3 separate regions of the Mus musculus genome follow, and all the other regions are linked to region 2. A link is a contact called in public promoter capture Hi-C data. All regions are on one chromosome and are shown on one strand. Each heading gives the region's core, a stretch centred on a gene start, on an enhancer-like site or on the middle of the called end of the contact. The rest is flanking DNA. Distances are from core to core; before and after follow the strand shown. Region 1 overlaps Sik3 (SIK family kinase 3). Region 2 holds the start of Apoa4 (apolipoprotein A-IV). Region 3 overlaps Sik3 (SIK family kinase 3).

The links. Promoter capture Hi-C pulls out the DNA fragments that hold promoters and counts their contacts.
Region 1: a contact with region 2 is called in a promoter capture Hi-C map of liver. The contact joins the enhancer-like site here to the promoter of Apoa4 in region 2. A contact is called at or near these places in 8 of 39 promoter capture datasets (the SN4741 cell line, cranial neural crest, embryonic stem cells and 4 more), 2 of 484 Hi-C or Micro-C datasets (liver and nephron progenitors), 1 of 115 datasets of contacts at active chromatin or transcription factors (embryonic stem cells) and 3 of 9 other capture datasets (adipose tissue, liver and macrophages).
Region 3: a promoter capture Hi-C map of liver shows a contact between it and region 2. The contact joins the enhancer-like site here to the promoter of Apoa4 in region 2. A contact is called at or near these places in 20 of 39 promoter capture datasets (the 3T3-L1 cell line, 3T3-L1-derived adipocytes, the HPC-7 cell line and 13 more), 3 of 484 Hi-C or Micro-C datasets (the BV-2 cell line and liver), 1 of 115 datasets of contacts at active chromatin or transcription factors (embryonic stem cells) and 3 of 9 other capture datasets (adipose tissue, liver and macrophages).

Annotation. Positions count from the first base shown.
Region 1 is chr9:46,059,140-46,063,366 of GRCm38.p6, reverse strand. The region is part of intron 1 of Sik3 (SIK family kinase 3); the gene reads right to left. The region is part of intron 3 of Gm46110 (a long non-coding RNA gene); the gene reads left to right. Among named protein-coding and RNA genes, the nearest start is that of Gm46110, 18 kb to the left of the region's middle. Within about 2 kb of position 1,531, at least 40 of the 459 cell types and tissues checked have an H3K27ac peak or open chromatin away from gene starts, as enhancers often do. A contact at or near this core is called in adipose tissue and liver, where this site is marked.
Region 2 is chr9:46,238,783-46,243,465 of GRCm38.p6, reverse strand. Apoa4 (apolipoprotein A-IV) reads right to left here and starts at 2,622. Exons shown (of 3, transcript NM_007468.2): 1 at 2,264-2,622; 2 at 1,872-1,998; 3 at 8-1,187. The coding sequence starts at 2,312. The coding sequence ends at 176.
Region 3 is chr9:46,085,959-46,090,476 of GRCm38.p6, reverse strand. All of the region lies in intron 1 of Sik3 (SIK family kinase 3), which reads right to left. Among named protein-coding and RNA genes, the nearest start is that of Gm46110, 8.6 kb to the right of the region's middle. Within about 2 kb of position 2,871, at least 9 of the 459 cell types and tissues checked have an H3K27ac peak or open chromatin away from gene starts, as enhancers often do. A contact at or near this core is called in liver, where this site is marked.

The DNA.
Region 1 (4,227 bases), core at 282-2,781, 180 kb after region 2:
TTTCTTCCTTCCTTCCTTCCCCTCTTTTGCTGTTGTGGCTTTAAAACAGGGTCTCCCTCGATAGCCCAGGCTTGCTCTGAATTGCCTCAGCTTCTTAAGACCTGGAAGTAGAGGGGTGTACCACCATGTCTGGCTCGGAATTGAAAACACACCCACTGGGAGGAACACAAACATCAACAGAATGACACAGAGATGCTCACAAGCAACACCCCAGTGTGAGGGCTGCACCCCTGCAGTACTAGATGACATTACACACTCATTCCACCCTTGCAAACACCTCTTCTAAAATTCTGTTCAAGACCAGTTAACCGCAGACTTGTGAGGGCATTTAGCCATAGCCCTTAGCGTTAAAGATCAGACACCATACTATCCAGACTGATTGATACTCTAGCAGTTAACAGATATGAGTCCATGAGTGTCATCCATGCAGTCAACAAATCCAATTCAATGGAAGGTGAAGGGGCTGAGGCGAAGGGGAAAGGAATAGATTTCTCACCATAAAAATATTTTTCAAATGACATTTGATTTTGGGGTGGGGGATTGTTTAGTTGGTTTGTGGTTTCTTTAGAGTATAAAAGCCCAAGATGATCTTAAACTCTTGATCCTTCTGTCTCTGCCTCCTTATAGTGCTGTGATTACAGGCAAGCACACCAAAAATGGAGCTTTAAGATGAATCGTATACAACAATTATATAAGACCCACCACTGGGGGATGTGAGACAAGACTATGCAGAACTCTATAAACAAAGTCTACAATTTCCTGTGATTCCACAATTATGTTAAAGTTAATAAATCTTAAATGAGGCTTAGGTTAGGCATGATGGCACACACCTTTAACCCCAAGACTGAGGAGGCAAAGGCAGACAAGACAGGTTTCTGCAGATTTGAGGTCAACCAACACAGTGAGTTTCTCCAGGCCAGCCAAGGGCTGCATAGTGAGACCCATCTTTCAAAAAATAAAAGAGGAGAACAGAAGAGATCATTTTAGAAAGGCACCATCCTAAGAAGGTCCAAAAGGAAAATGCAATTCACATGAGAAAAATTACAAGTAGCCCAGACAACCCACACTGTCCACTCACGGATGTGGTGGGAAATGAAACAGGAAAGGCACTGGGAAGCAGACTGCAAGAGGCTGGAGGGAGTCAGTGCTACACGTGACTTGACTGAGCTAAAAATGCCGACATAGCAGGTAACTCGCCCTTCCAGCACACCTATTCTAGATCAGGTTAGCACTCCCGTCAGTAGGCTGGAGAAGACGTCCTAAACAGCAGAGCAGAGAGGAAAGGAGAAAGAAGGCCCAGAACTATGGGAGCCAATTCCAAAATAAACTGACGTGGGTGGAGTGTGTGTGTGTGTGTGTGTGTGTGTGTGTGTGTGTGTGTGTGTTGGTTCTGTTCTCCAGAGAACTTGACAGACCCCGAAATGTCAAGCTAAGCAACTCAGAACTCAGCCAGCACAGCAGGGTGCTCTGAGAAAAGTCAAAGCAGGATAGATTAATATGGAACAGGAGACAAACCAGTCAGAGCACAAGGCCTCAAGGCAAAAAGACCAGTTATTACTGCAATAGGACAAGCAGGGCCTGGCGTAAAGTGTTGGCAGCAAAACTAGACCACAGGGTCTTGATTACTTAATACTCTGCAATCCTTTACAAAAAGCCTGTGCCTGGTACTTATTCCAAGCTCTGTATCATGCTTATGATAAAGACGTATCTTCTTATTGGATGTGGAGACACTCAGAATTTTAGCATTCAAGGCTAACCTAGGCTACATACTAATACCAAAAAACAAGCAAACAAACAAACAAAAAACTTAAAAAGAAATCTCTTTTCTGAATTTCCTAAAAAATAAAAAGAAGAAGGGTTGAAATGATCATCTTTGGTGGGTTTGGTAGAACAGTGTTGAAGGGCCAGTGAGACAGCTCTGCAAGTTAGCTTACTCGAGATAGGAGCTCATCACCAAGCAAGACAGCTTGAGTTCAATACCCAGACCTGTCTGCTGGGGAAGAACCAATTCCAAAAGCTGCTCTACAAGAATGGTGGTGTCTAAAGCATGCTTGTACACACACACACAAGCAAATAGAACATTGCTTCTTTGAATAAGCTTTAAAAAGCAAAACAACTTTACTTACATCAATAAAACAAACAAAGGCCAGGCATGGTGGCATATTCCTTTAATCCCAACAACTCAGGAGGCAGAGGCAGGGAATCTCTATGAGTTCCAGGCCAGTTAGGAGTACACAGAGAAACCCTATCTCTAAACAAAGCAAAAGCTCTAAAAAGAGTACTTCGTTTACAGACTGCGTGCCTTTGGTACACATTACACGGGTACTGCTTTGGCTCGGAGTGGCTTCCTCCCAATGCCTGCATATAGTCCATAGGAACCTACCCACTACAGATACTAGAACCTAGTTCTCACTAAAAAGCCCACTGAGGCATGGTCCCAAATGGTGCTGTGTCTCAAGTCTCCCTTTCAGAGCTTTTATTTCCCAAAGATGTAAGATTTGGAGAGCTGCTACCCAGGAAAGGAAAGTCCAGCACTTTATTATAAGTGGTGGTCTCTGTGTGCACTAGAAACAGATATTCAAATAGCCCACCTTTAGTGATGCCTCTGGGGAAAATACATTCAGACAGAGCCACTGGAATTCGAAGAGGCAAGCACTATCACAAAGGCGTCTACGAAGGGTTCTGAGACGACTGGCGGCTGTTTTGGTGCTCAGTGGGGTCAGCCCTTTAAACACACATTTCAATCCTCACAGAGGAGGATTATCCAGGTTTTAGTTTGGTTTGGCTTTTTCAGATGTCCACATGGAGGTTGGCTTTGAACTTACTTTGCAGCTGAGCTCCAGGTGCTGCTGCTGCCACCAGTGGAATGCTGGGATTCAAATCTGGCCCCGCCAAACCCAGCTGATTGGCTTGTATAGATGAATACTGAGGCAAGGAAGCCAAGCATTTCTGTCTTCCTTGGTGGCTGTGTCTGCACTGCTACTAGACTCCAAACCTGGTCTAATTATTTACTAGATGGTCTCCTAGTGAAGGACTGAATAGTGCTGTCTTGGCGGACAGCTAGCAATAAAGAGAGAGGAGAGTGAATAACATATTTTAAGACCCCCACTGAAGGTTGACCAGGAATTAACCAAATAGGCAAGGCCCTTGAGGTGGAAGGTTCAGCACTATCACCAGGGGGGGCTCAGTATCCACACTCTAAAAGGCACAGAGGTCTGGAGAGATAGCTCAGTGGTTAAGAACCTAGGTGCTCTCCCAGAAGACGCAGATTTGAGTCCCAGCACCCACATAGTGGATCAAGCCATCTCTGACTCCAGTTCCAGAGAATCTGGTGCCCTCCTCTAACCTCCACAGGTACTACATACACAAATGCACAGGCATTCATACAGGCAAAACACAGTAGATATAAAATACAAGTTTAAAAATAGAGCTACCACAATCTATCTAGCTATCTAGCTATCTCCCTTTGGAATATACTAAAAGGACTTTACATCTTACTATAGAAATATTTGCTCATCTGTGTTCATTGTTGTTCTATTTGTAATAGCCAGAAACTGGACACAGCCTATATGTCCATCAATTAATGAATAGATAATGAAAATGTGATACATTTACAAATGAATATGATTTGACTACTAAGAAAAATAAAAGTATGAAATTTTCATTTAGTGGAAGAAGCTAAAAAACAATCCTACTGAATGAGGTAACCCAGACCCAGAAAGACACACGTTGTATGTTTCCTCTCATATGTGGATGTTAGCTTTGAAGCTTTAGATATATATGTTTAATTCAGAATATCCAGATGTTAGATAGCTAGTAAGGATCAGAGGGAAGGGGCAGTATCTTCCAAGAAAGAGGAAATAGTGCATAGTGTTATAAACTATATAATAGGAAGATTAAATTAAATGGGGAGGGAGAAGAGTGGGCAGGTTAAAGGATGGAAAATGGAGGTGGGACAACTGGGACAACTAACACTTAGGGCCTTTTGAACGCCATAGGGAAGTCTGCAACTCCAGAAGCTTCCCAAAATATAGGAAAGGAATTTAAATAAAGCCATATAATGGGGGAGACAATGCCCCCCAACTAGACAACATATGCCACCAAGTAAAACCCCCATGCCAGGAATGGGTTATCTTGTTGAGTCATGGTCAAAAGGCTCCCAGACACCTGCCCCCAAACATCACTGGCCATTGCTAAGGCTATTGGCTACTCTCCACAATGTGAATG
Region 2 (4,683 bases), core at 1,373-3,872:
ACCCGATGGGGCTAATTTCTCAGTTGCTTTATTGAGTAGCGAGATGTGGCTTCACCTCCCACAGGACATGTGTCCTCAAGCTGGTACAAGAAGTGCCTGGGGACAGAGTGACAGACAGGTGGTGGGGCAGGACAGGTGTCTGCTGCTGTGATGGGCTGAGGGCACCAGGGACAGCTCAGCTCTCCAGAGGTTTGGGCTGCACCTGCTCCTGAGCCTGCTCCTGAGCCTGCTCCTGGGCCTGCTCCGGGAGGGGGAGGGCTTGAGGCTGGTCTGGGCTCCCCTTTTTTTCCAGGGTGCTCATAAAGGAGTTGACCTTCTCCCTCAGGCTCTTCTCCAGGAAGCTCAAGTGGCTTTCCACCTCCCCCGAATTGGGACCCAGCTGCTGTCTGAACTGTTCCAGCTGCTGCACCAGAGCCTTGTTGAACATCTCTCCCATGGGCTCCACAGTGCGTCGGAACTCCTCCACCTGCTGCTCCAGCTGCCTGTTCAGGTCTTCCAGAGACTTCTGCAGCCCTTCCGTGTTGCCCTTCACCTTGCTCTGCACGTCTTCCACCAGCGGGGCCAGATTCTTCTGCAGCTGGTCGATTTTTGCGGAGACCTTGGTCTGGAGCTCCTCCGCGTTCTTCTTCATCTGGAAGGCCAGGCCCTCCATCTGATGGTTGAGTTTCTCCTGCACGCCCACCGTCAGAGGGGCCAGGCTGCGGCGCAGATCCTCCAGGTTCTGGTCGATCGTGGCCTTCAGCTCGTTGGCACGGGGGGTTAGGTGCCCCTTGAGCTCTTCCATATTCCTGTTAAACTTGTCCTTTAAGTTGGTGGCAAGGGGCATCATCGAGGTGTGCAGGTTGTCCACATTCTCCTTGATCGTGGTCTGCATGCGCTGGATGTATGGGGTCAGCTGGAGCTTCATTTCCTGGGTCTGTGTGTTGATCTGATCTTGCAGGTCCACGGCATAGGGCTTCAGGTGCTCCTGCAACTTCTGCATGTTCTCCCCGAACGTCTGGGTTACTTTGTTGGCATGGGGCATCATGCGGTCACGTAGGTCCTCCAGCTCCTTCTTGATCTCTTCCTTCACCCTCTCAGTTTCCTGGGCTAGATGCCCACTCAGCTGTACGACAAAGGGCACCAGCTTGTTGTGCACCCCATCAGCATACGTACTAGCATCCCCAAGTTTGTCCTGGAAGAGGGTACTTCAGGGAAAGGATGGAGACAAGGAAGCACCATTAGATACGCTTGTAGAACACTCAGCTCTATACACCTGCTTAGGTCAGGAGTGTGTCCATGGGAACAGAGACCTCCGTCTTGTCCCTTTGACCCTCCCCTGGGGTAGGTCATGCTTTCAGGAAATCTCCTAGGATTAGTTTGACTTTGGAGTTTTATCTGCAAGGCTTCTGCTGAGCCTCTGCATCCTTATCTGCCCACCATGTGACTTGAGAAGTTTGCTTTCCTTACCTGTGGATAAAGAATGGGGCTGGACTTTGGCATCACTCCCCTCCCAGGGTCACATTGTGCAACACATGTCTTCCAGTGGCACAGGGTCTGATGTCCTTGCATGTGCTCAGTGGGTCCCCCAAAATACCAGCCCTCCTTCCCCTGTTTGCCCAGAACCTCATGTCCTTACAGGACACGTCTCTTTCCTCTTCCTGCTAAGAGTTTGTGATGGGATTTGGCTATTTACCAAACTCTAGCACATGCAGATAGGAAGGAACTATAGGGATGGATCCCTGGGTCCAGCTTTCCTGTTTACAGGGACAATCTAGGTCCAGGGAGGCAAGACTCCTTTAGTGAGAACAGAAGAACTCCAGGAGCCAGTGTCCCACCTCTGAGGTCAGCTATGGGCTTCAAGCCTCGCCTTGTAGACTGATCGCACTTACCTGAGCTGCTGAGTGACATCCGTCTTCTGAAACTGTTCTACAGCCTCCTTGGCATTGTTGCTTAGCTGGGTAAAGTAATCCCACACCACATTGGCCACCTGGTCCGAAGTGACCTCAGCCCGGGTGCCTGGGCAGAGAGAGAGCAGAAGGCAACTTTATGAGGATCATCTCTCTCCTGGCCCCTCTGCCTCAGCTCTGAGCTGGATAATGTTGGAGTTTGGATAACCCAAACCATTGCCCCATCCCTGGGATAACCCAGGGAGCACAAGTGCCAGGGAGAACAAAGGCCTGTTCTCCTATGAGCTGCTGGGCAAATACAAGGCCACCCCGAGCTGTCCGCCAGTTCTAGAGCTGGCTTTTCTTGCTGCCTCCCAGGTGCAGTGTCTACTCACCGGTGATGGCCACCAGGGCCAGGGTCAGCACCGCAGCCTTCAGGAACATCCTGGGCTCCTCACTGGGCTGGGACAGTTTCGGCTACACTGGATGTTTCCCGGAGTCAGAAGAAACGGTGTACCTGTGTCCCTGTGCAGATTGACTGCAGGCAAGGCCAGCCACTCATTTAAAGCCCCTCCAGCCCTCTCTCCCCGCCTCCTCCCCAGTGTGACTCCACGTTGGAAGGTGACACACTCCCAGGAGGCCTCTTGGACTTTAGTGGCCCTAAGACAACGTGGAAGCTGACAGCACACAGGCAGCAGAGGGAAGCAGTCTTCTTGAGTTGGCTCCACCCTGTCCAAGAGGCTGGGAAGGATAGCCAGAAACTTCAGGAGGAATGAGCCTGGGAGTCTAGGGGAGTCCCTGAACAGAACTGAGGCCCCAGAGGCCCGGTTGGCAGCCCTGGGTCTGTGCCAGTCTGAGAGAACAAGGTCCAGGTCTCCTCTTTCCACCCCAGTGAGACAGCCACCAGTCTGACAGCTGCCACCAACCTGAACTTTGTCTCAGAACATCAGCTACAGAGATGGTACCAGGCCCAGAGATGGCATAGGGCTGCAGCAGACAGTGAGCCTCAGTTGAGGTGTCTGTGATACCCTTGGTCAGGAGAGGATCAGAACCCAGGATCAAAGGAGTTAATCATAGTGGGCTTTGTATCTCATGACTGTCAAGCTGGCTCACCTCCGTCCAGTTATCATGAAGCTTCAAGTTTCTCTTTTGAACAATGTGTAGTTTGTTACATTAAATTAGGTGGTACTTGTGAGATGGCTGCAGGGAGCTTAGCCCAGAGTAAGGGCTGAAATTAATGACAATGATTTTCTGTGTGCATCAGCACAGGAAGGAAGGAGAGAACCTGATCCTCTCCTGACAGTGGCAGAGGGAGAGCCACCCTTTCCCTCAGAGGGTCACCAAGTGGGCTAGAGGCAACAGTGAGAGAGCAGGGCTGGCTAAGGCTTGATTGCTGCCCCACTGTTCTCAGCCATATGCAAGAGCCATGCAGAGTGACTCCTCTCTCTCTCTCCCTCTCTCTCTCCCTCTCTCCCTCTCTCTCTCTTCCCACCCCCCCCCCCCCCACAGAAGGTGACAGACACTGCTGTGGAAAGTGAGTTTTTTGAGGTCTCCTACTGAGACTCCACATGTGTCCACACATACAATTGCAGCAGATATCCACAGGCAAGATGCCAGGCTGTGGTCAGTGTGGAGCCTCAGTGGACCACACCAGGGACTAGATGAGGGCATCCATCATACTGTCCCATTGACTGCCATCCACAAGACAGCATTTGTGAAATGACAGCCATTAGAATAGACCACGATTGTGCCCAGTCTGATTTGCTGTGTTGCCATCCATTTTTTAAAATGTGTCCAGATTAGCTTGTCTCATGGGACTGAAGACAGCTGGATACCTGTGCTCCTCTGCTGGGCCCCACTGCACTGCATGGCTCCCCACAGGGCTCGAGCTTCCCCGAGCTCATTCCTTCCTAGCACAGCCATGCTTAGTGAGTTTAAGAAAATTAATTTATGCCAGGTGTGATGGCACATGCCTTTAATCCCAGCACACACGAGGTGGAGATTGGTGGATCTTTGTGAGTTCAAGGACAGCATAGTCTACAAAGTGAGTTCCAGGAAGCTAGGGCTACATAGAGAAACCCTGTCTCAAAACAAAACAAAACAAAACAAAACAAAACAAAACAAAACAAAACAAACAAAAATAATGATGATAGTGATAATGTTATTTATTTACTAATATTTGGTAGGGGTGAGTATGTATACATCACAATACATGTATAGAGGTCAGATGAGAACTGGAGAGGTTTGTTCTCTCATCCTACCATTTGGGTTCTAGGGTTTTAACTGATGTCATCAGGCTGGGTGACTTTGTTCACTGAGTCATCTTGGTGGTCTTTCAATGTTTTCTGAGTTCAGGCTCTGGAGTCGACTCCCTGTGTTTGCACGTGGATCCCACACAGTCTGTGCTGTGTGGTCTTGGATGAGTCTTCGTTGTGAAGATTCTGTGAGATAGTCTGGCTCCCCTTAGGTTCCTCGTTGAATATTAGCTATGTACGGTTTCTCTCTGTGTACCATTGACCCATTGGTCCTCATCTTGCTTTACCTAATCATGCCTGGTCCAGCCTGTGCTGTGCCCAAAGGTCAGAACTGATGGGGGATGAGTCACGTAGGACATCTCAGCTACAGTTCCACCTCCTGAACCTGCAGACTGAGTCTCTCAAGTGCCAGCAGCGTGGGACAGGTCCAGAGGTGCTTGCCCACTCATACCCTCTCTGAGAAGACCTGTGTTACCTAAGTTTGTTCAAGGGTGGTTTCCAGTGACGGGCTGTCAGATATGCATAGATATCTGAGTTGTCCAGGGGTTCAGAAGTTGGCT
Region 3 (4,518 bases), core at 1,622-4,121, 150 kb after region 2:
GAGAAAGAGAGAGAGAGAAAGAAGGAAGAAAGAAAGAAAGAAAGAAAGAAAGAAAGAAAGAAAGAAAGAAAGAAAGAAAGAAAGAAAGAAAACAAGTATGGCCAAGTGTGGCAGCATGCACCCATGGTCCTGCAACACAGACTGGAGGGGGAGGGGGCAGCATGTGCCCGAGGTCCTGCTCCACAGACTGGGACAGGGGGATTCCCTGCTCCGAAGAGCTTTAGACCAGTCTGGGCAATGTAACAAAACCCAGGATCAAGTGTCAAACAAAAGAAAGGAGAGAGGGAGAGGAAGGGGGTATATCACCATACTAGTGGGAAACAAACTGGTTATGCAGCGTCTTTGAAGCAGAGATTTCTGTGCTTAGCTACTGAGCCGGAGCAAAGTTTATGCCCCCAAATCTGTTTCTTCAACTGTCAAAGAGTGGAACTGTCTGGATAGTTTAATGATGTTTAAATTACAATATGTATGTAAAAGCACTTTGTGGGTTAACAAGACAAAACACAGAGCATTAATAAGCAAGTACTATGCGATGCTGTTTTAGTATGGGTAAAGGAGGGAGAATAGATGTGAAAATATGCTTTTTATTCAAAACTACGAAATAACTCTTGTGTTACTCCCTTCCTTCTGCTGTGACAAACTGCCAGTGATAAACAACTTAAAGGACAGAAGATATTATTTAGGCTCCAGGGTTCAAAGGTCCCTCCTCCCAGCTCTGGGTGACAGACACTGCTATACCAAGTTTTTAGATGGATGTTCCCTATCTGAGTACTTTACCCACTGAACGTCCTTCCAGCCTTGCCGTGATGCTCTCAAAACACTAAGTTGATTCTAAGTTGATTACTTCTTCTGTCCCATGCTGGGATCACAGCCAGTGCCCATGTGTGCAAAGCCAGCATTAAGGCAGAACTAGGTTGGTACTTTTTGATACCAGTAACTAATCAGAATCATTGTTATAAGATCTCTTATGGGTGGTGCAAATGGTACAACCCCTACACCACAAGTCAGCAAATGTTGCCAGGGAAGAAGCCAAAAGAAAAGCTAAGGCCATCTGGCACAGAGAATGGGAGTCTGCAAAATGGAAACTGGAGTGAGTGATGGTTTAAAGAAGACAAATCCATCTCAGCGTTCCAGAGATGAGGTCAGATGGCGGGGATGACGTAAGAGAGCACACATCACAGTGCAAGCTGCAATTGTTCAAATGAAGACGTAGGAAGCCTCAAGAAGTGACCCGCTCAAGATATGGAGGTAGGGAGAAATAAATAATTGCTAAGTCAATACAAAATAAGCATCTCATAATTCAACAGAGCTTGATCAACTAACAAAACTCATTAGAAACCAACACCTCCTCTTCTGCCAATACTCAAACTTAAAAGTCAATTCATTCATTACAATTATCAGATTGTAAAAGAAAGGCTTTGGTCTCTCTCCGCATTAATTGTCATTTTGTTAAAAAGTAATCAGTAAGGTTTGATGTCCAGGAGGTCAACAGCAAATGCCGCAGTGACACACTGGCCATGACACCGTCCAGTGAACGGCGGGACTTTAAACCACTGAGATTGACGGAGTGTCTGAAGGGTGAGGACGGAACCAATGTACGTAGGAATTCATACAAAACCAAATAGTAACTCCCCTTTAAGCAAAGGGAGACAGGAATATCTGAGGTCGATTTTGGCAGTCCAGGCTTAGGTCTGGATTAATCTGAACGGTAAGTAACCATGAATACTAAAAACCAGTCAGGGTTCCAAGGTAAAGTCAAGATATCAGCAGACGAAAGACTAAACAATGGGCTGTAAAGACTACAACTGCATTTTGCTATCCCCTTGAAAGTCCTTTCAAAGAATAAAGAAAAGACCAGGGGTGGTGGTCCATGTCTGTAACACCAGCAATGGGGGCTGAGGGAGGAGGGTCCTGCGTACAAGGGCATCGTGGGCAACACAGTGAGACCCTGTCACACAATCAAAGGAAGGGGACGCTGTGTTGCTCTGTAACTGCAGTTCACCTCTCCAAAAGATTCAACCGACTGCAGAGAAACTTCCAAAGCACCAGCTAAGTCCAAAAGCAGGGACATCATTACATACGGCACATGAGCAGGGACATCATTACATAGAGCACATGAGGCAGGGACATCATTACATAGAGCACATGAGCAGAGACATTACATAGAGCACATGAGGTGAGATGTTGTAAGCACCAGCCTCTAGTACAACACAGGGACTAGATGAAGCCTGTGGGGATTTTATATCGCATTTCTACTCTTCTGTATTCATTTGTGTCATTTTACTGTGACACTGATCTCTCAAGACATATGTCTCCAGTGCCAGCAGTGACACCCACTAACCTGCAGCTATACTACTAGTTAGGCTTCACCTGGAGGACTAGTAACCTTCTCCCTGATAAAGTTTGTTTTTAAAATATACATGGGCAATATTTTAAAATACTGTCTTTAATATCACAGAAGCAGAGTTCCTTTAAAATTATTTGCTTATGTTTTGTTTTGTTTTAAGGCAAAGCATTGCCATTAGCCCAGGCTGGCTTCAAAGTCCAAGCAATCCTCTGGATTCTTCAGGGATTACAGGAGTCATCACATGTATCATATGAAGTGATAAGACATCATCTTAATAATCAGAGCTGGGTGTATTATGTATGTCAGTCTGCTGCACGGTTCATAGCTGTGATCCTGTCACTCAGGAGATGACAGGAGAATCAGAGTCAGGGTTATCCTTAGCTCCATACAAAGTTCAAGGCCAGACCAGGCTACCTGATTCTTTGTCCGTACAAACACAAACAAACAAACTAACTAACTAACAAGGCCCAGGGGTTAGGCAGAAAATACAACTCAGTGGGGAGTGCTGCCCAGCACTTACAGGACTTCTTCCAAGTCCCTGCCCATCACCAAACAACACCGGGGCTATGAAACCATCAGCCTTTGCTCCTGAACCTTCCCTCGGAGGAAAAACACTAATAAAGCCGTTATTGAGATGAGTGATCCATGGGCATTGGGGTGCATCATTTCCACCTGACAGGGAAGGTAGTTCAAAGCTGTACTGTCCCCCAGGAAAGCCGCCACCTCAACCACATCAGTAACTAGCTGAAACAAAACACACACAGGAGAAGAAAGAACAAGCTCCCGATAGGGGTTCGACTAGGGAGCTAGAGCCAAGTGTGCATTGGTTTGTTGAGAAAGGTCTCATAAGAGCCAACATCGCTGGTCCCCACAGAGCACACACTTTTACAAGAACTGCAGCCACCCAGTGTAATCTCAGTCATTTTATACCAAAAGAGAAAACTCTTAAGATGCAAGGAGAAAAACAAGCATTAAGCTGTCAGAACTATTTGTACAAACGAAAAACAGAATTACAAGTCCACAGAGAAAGAGAGGCACTGACCAAAGGTCAGCCACTTAGTACAGATTTGTTCAGTCGCCATGGCCAGAGCACAGGGACACAACTCTTTACACAGCTCTCCAAACATTGACTGAAGTCCATCGCAGCCTGGAGGGGTAAGAAGAGACACTTTGAAAACAGGGAGATGTAGCCTAAGGGTTCACCTGACTAGCCCTATATGCCTTCCACCTACTGCTTAGTTATTTTGCTACTAAAGTCAAAACACAACAACAAGGTGCTGGCAGGATGGAAAGATGGCTCAGTGGTTCAGTTCCCAGCCCCCACACTCCATTTCCAGGGACCTGATACCTTCTTCTGCCTCTCCAGGTACCAGGCACACTTGTGGTGCACAGATATACCTGCAGGCAAAAAACCCATATATATAAAATAAAAAATTTTTAAACAAATAACATCAACTGATTGCTTGGTTACAGGATGCCTCTCAATTTCTCACAGGAGTAACAGACGACCTCGGTCTGTGGCAGTGCTGAGCACTATTGAGGGCAGCGACCTCTGAGGAGTGGGATGCTCTGCTTATCAATGTCTTTACCAACAGGATCAAAGTTTCACTCACTGGTTAAAGAACCTGCTTTGAAGCACTTTCTGATCATGCTAGAAGACCTTTATATCAACAACAACAACAACAAATACTTTAAATAAGCTTGATTTTTGTATTAGCTATACCACAAGGTCTGACCATTTAATTACACAAGTAAAGGAGTCTGAGGTTTCATTGCAAGGAAGCACGGAGGAACCTAGTGAATGAGAGGAATTCCCACCATCTTATTAAAGCTGTAGCTGCAGTACCGAGTCTAAGCTCTTCACTGTATACATTTCCTGGAATATAGTTCTCTACCTAAAAAAGTCCCCTGAGTCCAAGACATTTAATAGGCAGACCTGTGAGGTAAGCACAGCAAGGTTTGCTCTTGCTGGCAGTCGACACGTCCACCCTGTGTGCACTAGCTTTCTTCAAGTATCAAAGGCCATGTGCCATTACAGCCTCCGTGGAGTAGGAAGCCCTGGGGGAGTACAGACGCGGGCCCTGCCTGTGTGCATGCATGCATTATCCAGCCAGCAAAACAAACTAGCAGGATTAGTTAATTGTCTAGATACTGGGACAAAATACCTGGCA